Regions from separate parts of the Mus musculus genome. Here all the other regions are linked to region 1. A link is a contact called in public Hi-C, HiChIP or PLAC-seq and promoter capture Hi-C data. All regions are on one chromosome and are shown on one strand. The core of a region is the stretch at or near the end of the contact, and the rest is flanking DNA. Distances in the headings are between cores, read along the strand shown.

Region 1 (2,891 bases), core at 136-2,635:
TATATATATATATGTGTGTGTATACATATAATGTCATATATGTATACACACATATACATATATATATATATATACATACACACACATACATACACACACACATATAATTTTTGAGAGTCTTTCTATGTAGTCATGGCTGTCCTAGAACATGCTATGCAGACCAAGCTGGCCATGAACTCACAAAGACCCATCTGCCTCTACCTCCCAGTGCTGGGATTAAAGAAGCTGTGTATCATCATGCTTGTCCTGACTTGATATAAACATAAGGACACAGACTCAAACCTTAATAATATGTTATTTAAAAATATACTTATGAAAAAAATAAACAAATAAAAGGACAAGAGGCAGAGGCAGGAAGATATCTGTTAGTTCGAGGCCAGCCTGATCTACAAAACAAGTTCCAGGACAGCAGGACTACATAGAGACCCTGTCTCAAAAAACCAGGAAAACAAACAAACAAAAAAAACCAACAAAAAACAAAACCAAAAACAAACAAACAAAAGATTCAAAAAATATATCAAGGCACATACTCTAAATCACATACAAATTTACAGAAGTTAGTGAAAAAAAGGAAAGAAAGAAAAGAAAAAGCTTACTGAATAATCCTGATAACCTAGGCTGCCCCCCCCCCCATCAAGGTAGAAAAGGAGAACCAGCTACTACTACATACCACACTAATAAATACAAATGTATAAAAGGTGGTTTAAAAAGTTAATAGAAGGAGGCAGGTGGTAGCTCAAGCCTGTAATTCCCGCACCTGGGAAGCAGACGCAGGACGGTCAGGAGGTCAGGGTCATCCTTGGCGACATAGTAAACTTTAAACCAGCCTGGGCAGCCTGGAACACCTGAGATCCTGTCTCAACCAAGGAACAACACGCAAACAAACAGGAACCCAAAAGTTGATAAAATAAAATTGATGACATTAATGTGACAGGTGGCATTCAAATGGTTTTAAACCACCGGCAAAATACTGGATCTTTGCCACTGCGCATCTGCAGTTTCATTTATTTCCACAGGTTTTTTTTCTCCCCCCTCTTTTCTTCATTCTACCATAGTGTCACCTGGTGTCAACATATCCTCCCACACGGAACATGCACATGGACATTCATAGCAGCGTTACAGTGTGTGTGTAGAAACCTCCCAGGTGTCCATCAACAGGCGAGGTGGCCAGAATAGCATTCCTTTAGGAGAAGACATCAAGTTTTTCTAAATAGCGAAACAGTCACCAAGTAGCGCTGGCAGACGTCCCTCGGCCACGGAACAGTTGACAGCGGCGCCTAGTTGGCCCCATTTCCCTCCCGTGCCCACAGAATACTGATTGGCTGAGCTCAGGAAGGGGCAGGGTGAAGCTCAGCGGGACGGGAAGAAGCCCGGTCTCGCGAGATCCTCTTGGTTCCGCATTTTGGCTCGCGGAGCTGTGGGAGGCAGCGCGGAGGAGCCCGCGGTCGGTGCTTGGTCGCGGCGGCTGGAACTCGGTACCAAACCCGGGCCGTGAAGCTTCGGCAGCCCTGTAGAGCCGCGGACCGTCCTCTGCCTCCCGGTGCCCGCGGCGGCGCCGAGTCTGACGGGGCGGGGGCCACGGCCCCTCGGGCTAGCGAGGATGAGCTTCCTCTTGTGAGTGGGCCGGGCCGGGCCGGGGCGGGGCGGGTGTCGGTCGGCAGGGCCGGGCCGAGGGGCCAAGCGGAGGGCGGAGCCCGACCTAGGGCTGCTCCGGGCCTGCCGCCCCGGGATCGGCTAGCGCAGGAAAATGTGCAGTGCCTCGGTGACCAGACCAGGCTGAGAAAGAAAGGCGCAGGTTCTCAGTGGCTTCCCACAGGTTTGCATTTGGGAAGAGGGCATTGCTCCTTCCAATGTGACTTTTCTCTTAGCCCAGGCGGGGCTTGAACCTGGACTCCTCCTGCCTCTGCTTTCCCAAGGAGCCAGGATACAGCCTCGGCCACTAGGACAGGCCTCCTTTAAATGTGGGGGTTTTGTTTTGAGAAATGGTCTTGCTATGTAGCCCAGGCTGGCCTCGAGCCCTCTTAGATGTTGGGATTAAAGGTGGGTGCTTTCATCTCGGCCCACATGTGAATTTTTTTTAAGGTTTTTATTTTTTTTGAGAACTTAATAGATGCGTATTTTCATTTCTAACTCCTCCAGTGCCCTCTCATCTCCCATTCAAATTCATGTTCTCTTATCTATATTCTATATTACGTCTATACAACATACATACGTAATGGATCCAGTTAGTGTCGTCTGTATGTACTTGGGTGTAGAGCTGACTATTTCATTATGAGTCTATTTGAGCTTGTCCCTGAAAAACCTGACTCTTCTTGTGGACTGTCCATAGCTCTTCAGCCAGGTGAGGTAAATGGAAGTTTTTATTTATAACTTAAACCGATGGACAGTTTTTCCCACTCTTTGGCTATTCTGAATAACGCTGCTGTGAGCAGCTGGTTATAGGTTTTTGGGTATGTGTGTGTGATGGTATCTCCTGGGTCTTAGTGAGGTTTTTGCATGTTAGCCTTTGAGGCACTGCCAAGCCTTCTAAAGCCTGCACTGCATTTAACATCCCATTCTCATTGTATTGAGTTTTCAGAATTCTTCAGTTCACACCTGCCTGGTAATTACCACTGATAGATCTGAGGGTGAAGTGGAATTTATTGATTTACATTCTCCCAATGACCAGCAATGTTAAGCATCGTTTGTGTGTGTGTGTGTGTGTGTGTGTGTGTGTCTGTGTCTGTATTTTGTGTTTTCAGACTATTTGTGGATAGAGTTTATTGAGATCCTTTTCCTATTTTAAAATCAGATTGTTCTTTATTTTGTTAGCATCTGTTAATTGTACAAATTAATGGGTTTCACTGTGACATTTCCACGTGTGTATATGGTGCAGTGGTTGTGTCCGTCTG
Region 2 (2,891 bases), core at 226-2,725, 470 kb after region 1:
AATTCTCACCCAAATTCAGAAGTCAATCTTGTCTTTAAACCAAACTTTCTCTCTGTATTCCTTTCTAAACAAGTAATGCAAAGCCAGGAGGGCAGTGTGGTCCTTTCATCCGAGCATTTAGGGGGTGGAGACAGAAAGACTGGGATTCAAGGACAGCCTCAGACACCTCAGGAGTGTAGGGCCAGTCCTGGTGACTTGCAATCTCATTACAAAAAGATTCAAACAACAGAACAAAAGCACATCAGCGCTGTCACAAATGGATCCCAAGACTCATTACACCAGTGCTAAAGGGAACTTTTCCATCAGAATTCACCCACAACATCACACTCTTGCCAAAACTTCCATTCAATCAGAATCCTATGGAATTATCTTTGATTCTAAAGATGTTGTTGGAGGAAGCATTTTCCAGCTCTGAAGTACTGTGAATGGTAATGTCTCACTTCCCTCTAGTTTCTCTATCAGGCAATAATGTTATTTCTATTCTTGAATTATTTGGTGCTTTACTGAGTCACATAGGTAAGAAAGGAGGTAAAGAATTCATTCACTCTGGAACCTTAGAAAGCAAGCCTACACCAAAACATCCTAGCACTTGGGAGGTGGGGCAGGAGAATCAGGAGTTTAAGGTCATCCTCAGCCAGAGTCTGAGGTGAGTTTGGGATATATGAGGCTCTGTGTGCCCACCTTCCCAACTGTTTACATCAAAACACAACCGGACCCAATTATCTGACAGGGAAAGAGGATCCCAGTTCAAGATTTCTCCACAGGAGGCAGGCTCAGAGGTCCGAGGTTGGACAGAGACATGCTAGCCCCAAGGAGACTCCATCTGAAGTCTCAAAGAAATGTCAAGAGCAGCAGACAGTCCTCCTGGCTATTGAAGCTGCCTCTTAAGTAGGGCTGGAACAACCTGGAGCCTGAGGAAACACGCAGGAGTCACTCTTCTACAGGACCTAACGGTATCTTCCTCTCTTCCTCCAGTTCCACTGCACAGTTTAGAGTTGAGCAGGTGGTGGCCAGAAGGTGAAATATGGTCTGTGAGTGCCAGTTTTTAGCATGCTGAGCCAGCATTGCATTCCATGCCAGTCTGGGTTATACAGACGAGATACAGTCCAGAAAGAACAGAGTTGGACTCAGATCACTTGTAGAGCGCTAGCCTGACACACATGAAACCCTGGGCTCTATCCTCACCGCCGCACAAACCTCAGCTGACAGCAGCCTGGGGCCTCACTGAGACCTGCTCAGCGTACTCAGCACAAGGTAGAGTGTGCGCTCATGAGCCAGGGTGGGGTGGTCTGGACGTTGGCTCCCGCCCTGGTCCTCAGACACATCCGCCAGACTCTGAGCTTGCCTCCAAAAGCGTCTGCGCGTGCGCACCCCACAGTTAGCGCGCGTCTGCCAGCTACTTCCGGCTGGCCCTTGGCAGCCCTCACACACCCTCCCAGGAGCCTCAGCTGGGGTGCCGCCTCCTCGCGAAGCAGTCACTTGAACGGCGGGCTAGAAAAAACCGGAGGGGAAAGCTGCGGGAGGCGACAGCAGGGGCGAGAGAGGACGTAGCATCCACACCCTACGCAAGCGCGTCGTAGTCACATGACAAGGGGCGGTGCCCGTGTGGGCGGGAGCGAAGTCACGGCTAGGGTCGAGGTTGCTACGGCGGACCAGCGGTGGCAACGGTAGTATGGCCGCGCTTTATGGTGGCGTGGAAGGGTGAGCGCTGGATCGGCCGAAGGCTGTCCGTCCGGGAGCGGCGGGTCAGGGGGCGGCGGCCCACACCATGCCCGGTGCCTTTGTGCTCCACGGTGCGACCACGCCCCTCCCGGCCATCACCTTTCTGCCACAGGGCTCTTGTGTCAACCTGGAGAGTTGTGCAGAGCTGGGGGGTCAGGTGGGAAGTTGCCGGTCGCGGGTGGACGTGGGAAAGAGGCAGAAGCTGAGACTGAGATTCATGCACAAGGGAACCCGGGAGTTAAGCAGCTGTCACCAGAGCACTGTCTTATCTTGGTGCTCCGGACCCTCCACTGCTGTCGGCCCCGAACGCCCTTGGTTCCTATATTCTCCTGCTTAGAAGCTGGTCTGCTTGACTTTGGGAAGTAGCTCTACTAAGCATGGCTTTGGGTGAGACGTAAGGCAAGGACAAGAGTGAGCAAGATGGTGGTTTATCCGGTCCCCTGCGCGTGACAAGCATTTTGTGGAACTGGGTGTGTCAAATCAGGACCTGATAGGAAGATTTGGTATCCTAGCTGCTTGCTGCTGATTTACCCGGAAGTCTCTTCCCGTGAATTGCGAAAGCGGATGACCCCTGGCTTTATTTATGATACCTTACAAGGAAAAACCCTCAGCACAGCGTAGGAGTTTGCACTTAGCCTTGTTATATTCATATGGAAGGTAGAACTTATTTTTCCCAGTTTGTCAAGAAATTAATTTGGATTTTTAATCTACTGTCTCATGCATTAATATCCCTTCGGATGTACTCTTGATGTACTACTCTTTGAGTTGGATCGAGTCTTTATTGTCTATTACAAGAAGTATTGGTCAGAGCCGGGCGGTGGTGGCGCACGCCTTTAATCCCAGCACTTGGGAGGCAGAGGCAGGCAGATTTCTGAGTTCGAGGACAGCCTGGTCTACACAGTGAGTTCCAGGACAGCCAGGGCTACACAGAAAAACCCTGTCTTGAAAAACAAAAAAACAAAACAAAACAAAACAACAACAACAAAAAGTATTGGTCAGTAGGACATCCTCCTACACGTATCACCCTTCTTCTAAAGTACCACTTACCCCAGGGATTTAACTCAGGAGGGCTTAGTTGCTGAAGGCAGTATGAGTTTCTCCCTGACTGGTGATAGTTTCTCACAGGTGTCTTGAAGACCCTGGTGTCAGAAGATAGGTCCTCAAAGTAA
Region 3 (2,891 bases), core at 178-2,677, 440 kb before region 1:
GCTCATCTCTGCCTTATGAATATGAGCATTCCTGAACAGAGCACATTGAAGTCTGTTAGCTATTGTGTGTGTGTAAGTTCACATGCATGTATGCACATATGCACATAGGTACCTTCAGAAACCAGGCATTAGTTACTAGGTACCACAGAGCTGTGATTCTCAGCCTGTGGGTTGCACAGGCCATCCTTTGGGGGAGTTGAATGACCCTTTCATAAAGGTCACTTCAGACCACCAGAAAACGCAGATATTTGCTATAACAGTAGCAAAATTACAGTTATGAAGTAGCAACAAAATAATTTCATGGTTGGAGGTCACCCCCCATGAGGAACCATGTTAAAGGGTGGTAGCATTAGGAAGGTTGAGAATCACTTATATATGGACCGTTGTGAGCCACTTGATACAGTTCTGGGAACTTAGCTCTGGCCCTCAACAAGAGCAGCAAGTGTTTACCATTAGGGACACCTCTTCAGCATCAGGTATCTTTTAAAAATTTTTATTAAATTTTTATATAAATTTTATACAATTTTTTTTATTTATGTGTGTGCATAGGCAGGTGTGTAAGGAGGCCAGGAGAGGGCGCTGTGCTGGGAAATGAACTTAGGTCCTCTGGAAGAGCAGCAAACTGCTCTTGACCCTGGTCACTGCTCATACATCCTTCCCACCAAAATCTGTTATCTTTTTAACTATGATTAGCCTAATTTTTGTTTGTTTGCTTGCTTGCTTATTTTTGTTTTTCGAGACAGGGTTTCTATGTAGTCCTGGCTGTCCTGAAACTCATTTTGAAGACCAACCAGGCTGGCCTCGAACTCACATAGATCCTCAGCTTCAGCCTCCAGAGTGCTGGGACCAAAAGTGTGTGCCACCATGCCCGTCGATTATCCTGTCTTTAAAGGGAGAAACAGAGAACCCTGAGGAGGAAAGGTGGGGTGCAAATTAATCAACACTGCCTGGTCTAAAATAAAAAGTCTCAAGACCAGGACCCCAAACCATCTTCTCTGCCTCTCCAGGGGCCTGCACTAAGGGGCCAGCCAGCCAGTCAGGGGAACGCCACAGTAGCCCACTCTTGGAGGTCCCAAGCAGATGACCTTGTGGTCCCCAGGAGTGGCAGCACGGAGGGCGGACATGCTCAGATCTCAGTGGCTGTTGGCAAGGTTACATAAAATTTTATGAAGCACGCAGGACTGGCCCTGGAGCTGGCAGGAGGGCGGAGGAGAGAGCCTCATAACCACGCAGGCTATTGATCACTCAGCCTCTGCTCACAGTCCCCCACACCCAACCCACCCGCAAAGGCGTCCTACCCGCTGGGCAAAGAATGCTGCTCCCGCACTGGCCTAGGGCCCAACCTGCGCTGCAGGTCTGCAGGACCCACCGAGCCTGCTCCGGTGGCCTTTCCAGTGGACCTAAACTGGTGAAGGTTAGAAGAGTGAGGCTTTGTATCACAAGTTTCTGACTCAGTATTCTGATGCTCAAGTTACTCACAACCCCGAGCGCCCTCGCGCGTTGGCCATGCGCACTTCCTTCAATGCAGCCGACTGGGCCATCGGGCCTGGAGGGAGGACTCAGAGCAGGGTAGCAGATATTCCAATTTATGCTTGCCCTTTAGATATGCTTGTTCTGAAAAGAACGATAGCTCAATAGCTGTCAACAGACAGAATCTAGCTCTCTCACCTCTCTCCCATCCTCCCTCCTTCCCTGCCTTCCTCTCCTCTCCTGTCCTCTCCTGTCCTCTCCTGTCCTGTCCTGTCCTGTCCTATCCTGTCCTCTCCTCTCCTCTCCTCTCCTCTCCTCTCCTCTCCTCTCCTCTCCTCTCCTCTCCTTCCTTCTTCCTCTTCTTTGTTTTGAACCCCCTTATGCCTCTTCTGACCCAGTCTCTCCATTTAGTCCAAACTGGCCTTGAACTCCCAGCAGTTCTCCTGCCTCAGTTCATCAGCCTGGCCACATTTCCTGTTGATGAACTCCTACACCACAAATGCTATTCAGAAGTGTAAGGTAACATTCGCCACCAAAGCTTGTAGTTGGGGCGGCTCATTCAGAACAGATTTTCTACCCCTACTACAGCAATGTCCTTGAGATTTCCATTACAGCCTGCTCCGCCCTGTCTGCATTGCTCAGAATGACCAGTAGACATCACTTGTGGGTCATCACAGCATAGCTGGTTACTCTACCAGCTTACTGTGAGCGAGGAACTCTTTCCAAACCTAAGCAGCTATTACAGAAGTATTTAAAGGACAGCATTCGCGTGGTGGCTCACGGAGGGCACTGAGTTGGAGTCTTAACACCAACTATCGCTAGTTTGTCATCTTGAAGTTACCTTTGTGTGCATTAGCTCCACACCTGCCACCTGGAAATAACAGAGTCTTCGTGAGACAGAGTCTCAGGTACCCCAGGCTGGCCTCAAATTCACTATGTAGCCAAGGATGACCTTGAGCTGACCTTGAGAGTGGAATTAGGGGTTCATGCCACCATTGCCAGTTTACGTGGCACCTGATAGTAAACCAGGGCTCGGTACATGCTATGAAGGCATTCTACTAGCGGAGTTATGGCCACAGCCTCTGTGGCTCCCTTTAATTGAGATAGTATACACAGTCCTTTAGAACTGAAAAAAGAAATGTGCTCTGCACCTGAACATCTGGGCGTGGACTGTTTGGGGACTTGGGGTGAGTCACTTCCTTTCTCTCTGCCTCAGTTTTCATCTACAAGATGGGTTTGAGAAGATTGTTTATGAAATCCCAGCACTTGAGAGGTTGAGGCAGGAGGACTGCTACAAGTTCGACCTGGGGCTACATAGTGAGTTTCAGACCAGCCTGGGCTCCAGAGTGAGACTTTCTCTTATACAACAACGATAAAAAGTAAAATAATAAAATGGGATAAGAGAATCTTACCAAGTGATA
Region 4 (2,891 bases), core at 185-2,684, 410 kb before region 1:
GTCCCTCACCAGGGATGGACGAGGCACATTCACAGGCCAAGAGCAGGACGGAGCAGATGCAGCGCACACAGGAATAACGAAGCAAGAAAGGAGGCGATGGTGTCTTCAAGCACGTGCAGAGCCTAGCTTCACTAGCTTCCGAGGAGGACTGGAGAGAGGTGGGATCTCCAGCAGCAGTGTGTCCAGGGACTGGCCTCAGGCAGCAGGCCAGGGAGGAACTGCCTCACAGCAACACCTCCTCCATTTATGTGGCCCAAGTGTGGTGACTATGGACCATGGTCCTTTAACCTCATTAAGGCCTTGAGAATCTGATGAAAGCCATCACACACACACACACACACACACACACACACACACACACACGCACGCACGCACACATGCCACACATGGACAGACATTTCTTTGCATACAATTTCAGGGAGTCCTGCTAGGGGACTCCTGCTTTAGGGCAAGGGTGAAAGTCACTGAGGCAAATCTTCTTGAACCTGCTTGTAATTTCCTACACACTTTTCTGGGTTCCTTTTGTCATCCCTCAATAGCTAGAATGTTGTGAAGTTCATTTTAAATGGAAGCCAAGGAAAGAGGGCTCAGCCTCCACTCCAGCCAGGGAAAAAGCAGCGGTGGCACGGCAGTGGTGGCAGCCAGAGGAGAAAGATGAGGAGAAGGACGGGGCCACGTGTCCTGCTGCCCTTCCCACCAGAAGGTCACTTTGGGAACTTTGCTCAAAGTTGAAGAAGCGCTGTGGGGTGATGGGGTCGTGTGGTTTCCCTCACTGGCTACCGAGGGTAAAGTTGTCCCCCGTTCCAACCTTCCTCTCCGACCCCCCAAAAGCACCTAGGCACCGGCCCTGTCATCCACACACACCTGGACAGGTCTTCGAGGCACACCAGTGTATAGACACACACTCTTCAAGGGACAAAGGGAAACTGAGTTGGGAGAGATCTCAAGGCAGTCCGGGGATCATGCGCTCCCCAGAGTCAGCAAACTGGAAAATCATCATACAGGCACCACACGGATGCAGGGCACACGCGCTCCAACCACCCCGCAGTGCTCCCTCTTTCCGGGGGCCCACCATAAGCAAATCAGAGCCTGTGTCCTTGCTCCACCCCACAAGCTGATGATGGGCCCAAGACAAGAGGCCATAGCAGAGGGCTACAGGGTTGATCTCTCATGAGAATCAGGAATCAGGCAAAGGTCTGGCCCTCAGCTCATCCAGGTCCAGAGGACAGACACTGACGTGTGATCACACAGACTCCAAGAGAATGGAGCAGCCATGATCGTCTCCCAGGTTCAGTGACCCTGGTCTTCGTAGCCGCTAGTTCCAGAGATTGCTCATGGCTGGCAGTCATTTTCCTGGCTTTAGATAGACGTCTCATCGCACGTGGCCAGAGGAGCCCCAGTGAGCCGGATGTGGGCTGGGCTCGGGCAAGAATCCAGCAGGAAGGGTGGAGGGAAGCCACCAAAACCACTGCCCCGCTTACCCAGGGCCAGGGGCAGCCGTTCATCTTCAGGTGAAGGAGAGGGAGGGTCTTGGCTATAGCTTGTGGTCCCAGAAGGTGGAGCCCCCAGATCTAAGCCCACCTTGTCTCTAGCTAGAAGCTCCCTCTGTCGCCGCCGCTGCTGACGGCGACCAATCAGGAGGAGAGTGAGAGATGCTGCTAGAACACCCAGGAAAAAGCCAACCAGCCCAGCCCCCACAACGGTGTGGGCCCGGTTTGCGGGCCCCCTCTGGCTGCCCCACACCAAGCTATAAGCAGCCACCACACGGGCGGCTCCACCCTCCTGACACTCGCAAGCATAAGCCCCCATGGCCCCTGGGGTCACCACCACCTCTAGCCCATCCCTTCGTGGGGTGAGCGAAGTCACTCCACTGGGCTGGTGCCACACACAGGATGCCCAGGCAGAACTGGGGGAGCACGGCAGGACCACGTGGCCCACCGTAGCCACTGGAACTTCAAACACTACCGGATGTTCTGTGGAGAGAAGGCAAAGACACAAAAGACATGAAGCTATAGGCAGGAAGTAGGATGGGGGCATATGGAGAGATGTCATATATAAGATATGTAGGGACATTGCCAAAAGGGATTCCCAAAAATGGAAAGGCCCTGGGTCCTGGGTCCTGGGTCCTGGACTGCCATGTCTTCATGGGATCAAGTCTTTTGAATGAGACAAAAAAGATCAACTCTCTAGCCCCTTTCTATACATTCCACCCGCATTTCTCTGAGCCATACAAACCTCCAGGTTCTTTTGGACACAAAGAAGAGACATCTGCTGACTCTATGTCTTGAACCATCCTACAGAGAAGAGAATATCTGGTAAACCTAGTGTTCCAATGTGCTTGCACCTTCCTCAGACCCTCACAGTACCATGGTACTCAGCCCCACGGTACTCCCACTACCACAGTACTTGGTTACCACAGTACTCAGTTATCACAGTACTTGGTTGCCACAGTATTCAGTTAACAAAGTACTCAGTTAACACAGTACTAAGTTATCACAGTACTCAGTTATCATAGTACTTGGTTACCACAGTACTCAGTTATCACAGTACTTGGTTGCCACAGTATTCAGTTAACAAAGTACTCAGTTAACACAGTACTAAGTTATCACAGTACTCAGTTATCATAGTATTTGGTTATTACAGTACTTGGTTACCACAGTACTCAGTTATCATAGTACTTGGTTGTCACAGTATTCAGTTAACAAAGTACTCAGTTAACACAGTACTCAGTTATCATAGTATTTGGTTATCACAGTACTTGGTTACCACAGTACTTAGTTATCACAGTACTTGGTTGTCACAGTATTCAGTTAACAAAGTACTCAGTTAACACAGTACTAAGTTATCACAGTACTCAGTTATCATAGTATTTGGTTACCACAGTACTCAGT
Region 5 (2,891 bases), core at 151-2,650, 320 kb before region 1:
TTCTGGTCTGAAGAACGGCCTCTCCTCTTTGCAGAGAAGTGACACAGATCAATCACTTCTGCGACTGCCCCTCAGCTCAGTTTACTTAGGTTCTCCACCCACTTCCTCAGAGTCTCTGAGATGATCCATCACTCAGCAAGCATTTCTCCCAGTGCTTTCAATCCCTTTTCTTTTCTTTTTGACAAATTGGAGGTTGAACCCAGGATCTCACATATGCTAGTCACTCTACCCTGATTCTATATCCCCAGGCCTCCATTTGTTTGTTTGTTTGTTTGTTTGTTTGTTTGTTTATGTATTTAGTCTGAGACAGGTCTCATTTTAAGTTACCCAGGGACTTGAACTTACTCTGCAACCCAAACAAGCCTTGACTTCAAGACCTTCCCATCTCGGCCTCCCTGACCTTGCTTTTAATACAGTTGTTGTTTTGTTGTTGTGTTGTTGTTTTGTTGTTGTTTTGTTGTTTAAATAAAGGCAGGGTCTCATGTAGCCCAGGTTAACCTTCTGAAACTTGCTATGTAGCTGAGGATAGCCTTTGCTTCCCCAGCATCGGTATGCACAGGCACCGCTATACTTGGCTTAATGCTTATAGTAGAGGATTTTTTTTTTGTTCATTTCGTTTTTTGTTTTTTGAGACAAAGTCTCTCCCTGGCGTAGCCCTGGCTGTTCTGGAACTCACTTTGTAGGCCAGGCTGGCCTCAAACTCACTAAGATACTCCTGTGTCCACTTGCTGAGTACTAGGATTAAAGGTGTACACCACTATGCCTGGGGAGTATGTGATATTTTAGACATTAGCATTTTAACACATTTTCCTGAAAATATGCATCCTTCAACACTCTTGCCAGGATTATAGTCCAAGACAATGAAGTAAAGACATATAAAACAAGACGTGCATCTCAGTGTTATTTACAGTGGTGGAAAATTAGAAATAACTTAATGTCTTAAATGGATGAATGGATGTCCTGGTTGACTTTTTGTCAACTTGTCACAAGCTAAAGGTATCTGGGAGGAGGGACTCTCAACTGAGAAAATGCTTCTGTAAGACTGGTTGGTAGGCAAGTCTACAGGGCATTTTCTTAATGTGGGAGAGGCCATCCTATTATGGGTGGTACCTCCCACTGGGCAGGTTATTACAGGATATTTTATCTCACTGTGATCAACCCAGAGATTGTTATTTACTGAGAAAACCTGATTTTAGTTGTAGTGTGGCTCAGCCTTAGCACACACCTTTAATCCAAGAGCTTTCTGATTAAATTCTATCCAAGAGCTTTCTGTAAACGGATTAAATAAAGTCAAACATAGGTCAAGAGGCGGAGCAAGCAACCAGTAGACAGGAAGTGAACATCAGATTATTAAGGGAAAAACAACCATAGACTGTAAGAGGGACTCAGGAGGACAGATAGCGAGACGCACAGGAAGTAGAAGGGACGGATACTCTGTTTGATGGAGGTTTTCTGCGACAGGGTGAGAGAGAGGTTCTTCTAGGATGTGGACTGAGGAGGAAGGTCAGCTGGGTGCTTTCTCTGCCTCTCTGAGCTAGCAGGCTTTCACCCCCACATCTGGCTCCCAAGGCTTCGTTGCTAAAATCAAACAATTGAGGTTTTATTTAAAAACTACATAGGTGGCCCTGAGTTTCATTTTTTAAAAAAGTAGTCTGAGCAAGCCATCGAGAGCTTCTTCTGTGCTCTCTGCTCCTGTTCCTGCCTCCAAGTTCATGCCTTGAGGTCCTGGCTTGGCTTCCTCTGAGGACAGACAGACAGACAGACAGCTGAAACAAACTTTTTCCTCCTGATGTTGCTTTTGGACTTGGTTTTGATTCTCCTTTGCTCACACTGTAGGCTTCAGTATTTCACTAGAACAGAGTCTGCTCATTCATGGTCTCCTTTTATGTCTGTGTGTTTGTGTGTGTGTTTGTGTGTTTGTGTGTTTGTTTGGGAAGTAGGAGGTTTCCACGCTGTAATATGCATGGGAGTTAGGGGACAGCCATCAGGAGTCGTACTCTGTGTGGGTCCCAGGGATCTTGATCTTCCCACTGCCCTCCTAGTGGGAGGAGGGACAAATCAGTTTTCTACATCCATGCTATTTGAATGACACCTTCTCTGCGTGGCATAAATCCCAAATGGCAGCACAAGAGAGAGAGAGGGAGAGAGAGAGAAGAATTTTTCACAAGCTTCAAGTCATTCATTCGACAAGAAATAGTTTTACACTTACTATGTGACAAGGCTTATTATTTGGTTTGAACATGCCTGACCCTGTTTGCACAAGTTGCCCGAACCTTGGTTTTTTTTTTTAGATCTTTATTTTTATTAGCCTGTATGGATATATATCTATATGAGTGTACGCCGCTTGTTACAGGTGGCCACCGAGGCTAGACCTGGAGTTTCAGGCAGTTATGCCCTGGCTAGCATGGTTGCTGGAACCAAACTTGGGTTCTTTGAAGGTCGCAAAGAGCTCCTAGTTGCTGATCCGTCTCCACAGCCCTGTGTGTGCTGAACTTTGCCTCCATCTCTGGTCCGGGATTTTTACATTTGGTTTATTTGTCCTTTTCAAATCCAGTGCCTCCTCAGTTCCCCGTGCAATTCTCTGTGCCCCCGCCTTCCCACACCGGGGTTCCCCACAGCCAACTCCTGTTCTAACTTCTGTCTTTCTGTTAATAGAGCTCTATCATTGTCTAAGTCACCCAGGCTTGAAACCTCATCCACTTTCAGCCATGGTGTCCTTTACACTCCAGTCACCTGGGGCCACCTCAGTTTTCCTCTCCTAAATTGGAGTTGTCCTTGTTTCCTGTTCCCAATGCTTTTCAAAAAACTTTTTCGTGAACTCCTAACTTCCCTTCCCCAGCTCCATTTTACCTACGTGGTGAGACTACATTAATCTTTCTCTCTTTCTTTCT
Region 6 (2,891 bases), core at 135-2,634, 270 kb after region 1:
CTTCCAAAGGTCTTCTATCTGTACTGTCAATCTGGATGATCCTCCTTTGTGTTTACAATCTTTGCAAAAGTAAACAGATGTTGGCCTGTTAACATATGGCTTTTCTATTTACAATTTGCATTTTCTATTATTGACTTTTAATGATGAGAGAATATTTATAATTGTAAGTATACATGGTTCTAAAATTGACTAAAATATGAGCTATGTAAATGTAAATATAATGTTTGCTTTTGTACAAAATGACTATATACATTTGTGAAAGTAAATACTATCAGCCAGAAGTTTTAACTAGCAGTCATCTGTCCATTTATTCACTCATGAAAAAATAACACTGATTTTTCTTTCAGCTTACACAGATCTAAGTTGCTGTGAATATTACTAACAGAGAATTCGAGGAAACTTCAGAAATTACAAACTAGTGTAAACTGATCTCTTATTGGCTGCCATAATGACTCACAGTCTATTCTGGGACTTGTCTGCTACTCTGACCTCAAATGTCCTGTCCTTTGGTTCCACTTGTAGAGGAATCAGAGATTTGCTAGCAGGCACAGGAGCCTCTACCAGAGTGCTGGGGAAATCCTGGACTTGAGCTTTCCCCTCTCTCTGTTTTTGATGTTTACGTAAAGCCCTTCTGTGCACAGTTGTCATGACGCCTAATGTGTGATACCAGTAAAAGCAGCTGTCAGTGGATGGGTGGCTGACATAGTTTTTGGCAATTGACAGCATTGAAAAAACCTAAAATGGGATGATGGCTGTCAATATCAGACAGGTTAAGTGAACTTAATGTACATTAACTTATATTTAGTATAATCAGTGAAATGCTCTGGTGCTTTTAAAACTAACATGGAAATAAATATATGTATATATGTATATAATATACAAACATGTGTATATATGTGCATAGAATATTTATTTGTATAATAGTTATGTATATATGCATGCATTTGAGGGAAATGGAAATGTTTTATATAAAACGACTATATACATGTGTAAAAGTAAATATTATGAACAATGTACAAAATGTCTACATCTGACTACATTGTAAAGAACACGCAGGCATCTGTGGCGGGGTGGGAGGAGGTCTGAACTTCTGTTTCTATTCTGAGGTTTTGGAGTGAAGCAGGAGGGAGCATTATCAAGCACACAGGCACTATTCGCCTTGAGCTATAGAGGGCGCAGTGGGGCCAAAGTCCGGCTGACAAATGGAGTTCTTCGGCAGCCTTCATTCAATGTCAACACAGTGAATTTGTATAATAGTTATGTATATATGCATGCATTTGAGGGAAATGGAAATGTTTTGTATAAAACGACTATATACATGTGTGAAAGTAAATACAATGGGCCGCTACACTGGGACACTAGGGATGCTGGGGCAGAGAGTTCCTTGTTTTACTATTGTTCTGAATCTAGAGGCATCTTCAGGTCGCCCCGAGGTTGTGGGGACCGTCCCGCATTGTGTGCGATGCATTTCGGCGCCCACATGAGCCAGCGGCATCACGTCTGCTGTGGGAGCTGGATGTAGCTGTCTGTGCTGCACCAAAGAAGAAGGGTATGGTAAGGCGCTCTGTTGTAGCTTCAGTAGCCTTGGGTCTCCATGTTCCCCGCGACCTTTGTTCCTTCCGCCTCCCAGAGTTCTTAGCGCATCCACTCTGCATCCCATAGTCTCAGGTCTGTCCCAACCGGGCTCTGTCTGTGGATCTCGGGCTGCCCCCCAGAGTTCTTAGCGCATCCACTCCGCATCCCATAGTCTCAGGTCTGTCCCAACCGGGCTCTGTCTGTGGATCTCCGGCCAGTGCGGAAGAGCGCAGTGGGCACAAAGTGCTGTTTGTATTGAGTCGTCCTAGGATCTTAGAGATCTGCAATCCTCGAGTTGCTATTTAGATGTACACAGTGTGAGGGATCTGGTCTGAGCTGTAGACATCCTGCCCTCAGTTACCAGCTGAGGATATCCTGAAACTTCAGAGCTGTGGAGGCTGAGGGGTCATTTGAAAGTTTTCCCTGCCTGGGTCAATGGTTAGTTTTACAACTTTGCCCAAGGGTGTTGACGAATCCCTTACTCCTTTCCACTGTCTGCTCCCCACTCCAGATTGCAAGTCTGTCCTTTATCTCCATAACTAAGGAATAGCTGAAGCCAGGTGTGACCAGACCCACTTTTCCCCTTCTTAGCATTCATCAAATCCTTTGTTTTATCTCCATAAGTATGCAATAGCCAACACCCCTGGATGGCTAGACTGTCCTCGTCCCTCCCCGGACTTCAGTTAAGTCCTGCGTTTATCTCCAGGCTATTCTTAGAGTCTGGCAGCTTCCTTCCTTCAGCAACCCAGTGCAGAACTTGCCTGACCTGTTGCAAAAGCATTCTACATGTGTTGTCCGTTCTCTACTCTCAGTTCCCTCCGATGCACTTTCTATACAAGAAACCATAAACATAATGAATTATTTAAAATCAAAATGGAGTGGCAAGACAGCTCAAATACAGCAAAAGGTTAAATAAAAAGCCAACTCCTTGTCATGGCCTGTCACAGTTGGTTCCACTATTCTGGGGCCCTTTAAATCTTCAGCCCTGAGGGTTAGAGATGGGGAAGAACACTACATAGTCATCAAGAGAAAAATCCACCAAGAGGACAGTGCAATCCTTAGTATCTATGCACCAAACACCGGGGCACTTAAACTCACAAAAGAAACAGTGCTGCTACAGCCTAAATCAAATGTTGGCCTTTACACACTGAGAGTAGGAGACTTCAATACCCCATTCTCACTAATAGATAGGTCATCCAGACAAAACTAAAATGGGAAATACTGGAGCTAACCAACATCATAAACCAAATGGATTTGACAGATACTTAAGAATATTACACACACACACACACACACACACACACACACACACACAT

Evidence for each region. Promoter capture Hi-C pulls out the DNA fragments that hold promoters and counts their contacts. A called contact is a pair of places that touch in the nucleus more often than the background predicts. HiChIP or PLAC-seq counts read pairs in DNA pulled down with a chosen protein or histone mark. Capture Hi-C pulls out chosen DNA fragments and counts their contacts.
Region 2: a promoter capture Hi-C map of adipose tissue shows a contact between it and region 1. The contact joins the promoter of Nagk here to the promoter of Mob1a in region 1. A contact is called at or near these places in 9 of 39 promoter capture datasets (the 3T3-L1 cell line, the HPC-7 cell line, cranial neural crest and 6 more), 4 of 484 Hi-C or Micro-C datasets (CD4 T cells, CD8 T cells, natural killer cells and 1 more), 6 of 115 datasets of contacts at active chromatin or transcription factors (bone marrow-derived dendritic cells, embryonic stem cells, extraembryonic endoderm stem cells and 3 more) and 5 of 9 other capture datasets (adipose tissue, embryonic stem cells, liver and 2 more).
Region 3: a contact with region 1 is called in a promoter capture Hi-C map of neutrophils, with 5 times the contacts expected there. The contact joins the promoter of 2310069B03Rik here to the promoter of Mob1a in region 1. A contact is called at or near these places in 3 of 39 promoter capture datasets (neural stem cells, neutrophils and stem cell-derived epiblast-like cells) and 4 of 115 datasets of contacts at active chromatin or transcription factors (bone marrow-derived macrophages, embryonic stem cells, memory CD8 T cells and 1 more).
Region 4: a contact with region 1 is called in a Hi-C map of natural killer cells, with 9 times the contacts expected there. The contact joins the enhancer-like site here to the promoter of Mob1a in region 1. A contact is called at or near these places in 1 of 39 promoter capture datasets (cranial neural crest), 1 of 484 Hi-C or Micro-C datasets (natural killer cells), 6 of 115 datasets of contacts at active chromatin or transcription factors (the SCID.adh cell line, effector CD8 T cells, large pre-B cells and 3 more) and 1 of 9 other capture datasets (adipose tissue).
Region 5: a contact with region 1 is called in a promoter capture Hi-C map of pre-B cells, with 2.1 times the contacts expected there. The contact joins the enhancer-like site here to the promoter of Mob1a in region 1. A contact is called at or near these places in 9 of 39 promoter capture datasets (the C10 cell line, cranial neural crest, frontonasal cranial neural crest and 4 more), 2 of 15 datasets of contacts at CTCF or cohesin (the NIH/3T3 cell line and pro-B cells), 7 of 484 Hi-C or Micro-C datasets (the Ba/F3 cell line, bone marrow, cortical neurons and 4 more), 17 of 115 datasets of contacts at active chromatin or transcription factors (the 230-238 cell line, the SCID.adh cell line, Th17 cells and 13 more) and 4 of 9 other capture datasets (adipose tissue, bone marrow-derived macrophages, liver and 1 more).
Region 6: an H3K4me3 HiChIP or PLAC-seq map of bone marrow-derived macrophages shows a contact between it and region 1, with 4 times the contacts expected there. The contact joins the enhancer-like site here to the promoter of Mob1a in region 1. A contact is called at or near these places in 7 of 39 promoter capture datasets (the HPC-7 cell line, cranial neural crest, hippocampal neurons and 4 more), 7 of 115 datasets of contacts at active chromatin or transcription factors (bone marrow-derived macrophages, embryonic stem cells, large pre-B cells and 1 more) and 1 of 9 other capture datasets (liver).

Annotation. Positions count from the first base shown.
Region 1 is chr6:83,324,654-83,327,544 of GRCm38.p6, forward strand. Mob1a (MOB kinase activator 1A) reads left to right here and starts at 1,386. Exons shown (of 6, transcript NM_145571.2): 1 at 1,386-1,614. The coding sequence starts at 1,601. It also overlaps a transcript of Mthfd2 not described here.
Region 2 is chr6:83,793,582-83,796,472 of GRCm38.p6, forward strand. Nagk (N-acetylglucosamine kinase) reads left to right here and starts at 1,476. Exons shown (of 10, transcript NM_019542.2): 1 at 1,476-1,701. The coding sequence starts at 1,673. It also overlaps the pseudogene LOC665004.
Region 3 is chr6:82,880,426-82,883,316 of GRCm38.p6, forward strand. 2310069B03Rik (RIKEN cDNA 2310069B03 gene) reads right to left here and starts at 1,428. Exons shown (of 4, transcript NR_040520.1): 1 at 1,344-1,428; 2 at 812-884; 3 at 1-31.
Region 4 is chr6:82,912,132-82,915,022 of GRCm38.p6, forward strand. It overlaps Sema4f (sema domain, immunoglobulin domain (Ig), TM domain, and short cytoplasmic domain), which reads right to left. Exons shown (of 14, transcript NM_011350.4): 13 at 2,236-2,294; 14 at 1-1,973. The coding sequence ends at 1,360. Among named protein-coding and RNA genes, the nearest start is that of Sema4f, 26 kb to the right of the region's middle. Within about 2 kb of position 1,435, at least 81 of the 459 cell types and tissues checked have an H3K27ac peak or open chromatin away from gene starts, as enhancers often do. A contact at or near this core is called in the SCID.adh cell line, effector CD8 T cells, memory CD8 T cells and 1 more, where this site is marked.
Region 5 is chr6:83,008,816-83,011,706 of GRCm38.p6, forward strand. All of the region lies in intron 7 of M1ap (meiosis 1 associated protein), which reads left to right. The region is part of intron 2 of Gm32644 (a long non-coding RNA gene); the gene reads right to left. Among named protein-coding and RNA genes, the nearest start is that of Gm32644, 12 kb to the right of the region's middle. Within about 2 kb of position 1,401, at least 56 of the 459 cell types and tissues checked have an H3K27ac peak or open chromatin away from gene starts, as enhancers often do. A contact at or near this core is called in the 230-238 cell line, the Ba/F3 cell line, the SCID.adh cell line and 7 more, where this site is marked.
Region 6 is chr6:83,597,682-83,600,572 of GRCm38.p6, forward strand. No RefSeq gene overlaps it. Among named protein-coding and RNA genes, the nearest start is that of Stambp, 27 kb to the left of the region's middle. Within about 2 kb of position 1,385, at least 30 of the 459 cell types and tissues checked have an H3K27ac peak or open chromatin away from gene starts, as enhancers often do. A contact at or near this core is called in bone marrow-derived macrophages, where this site is marked.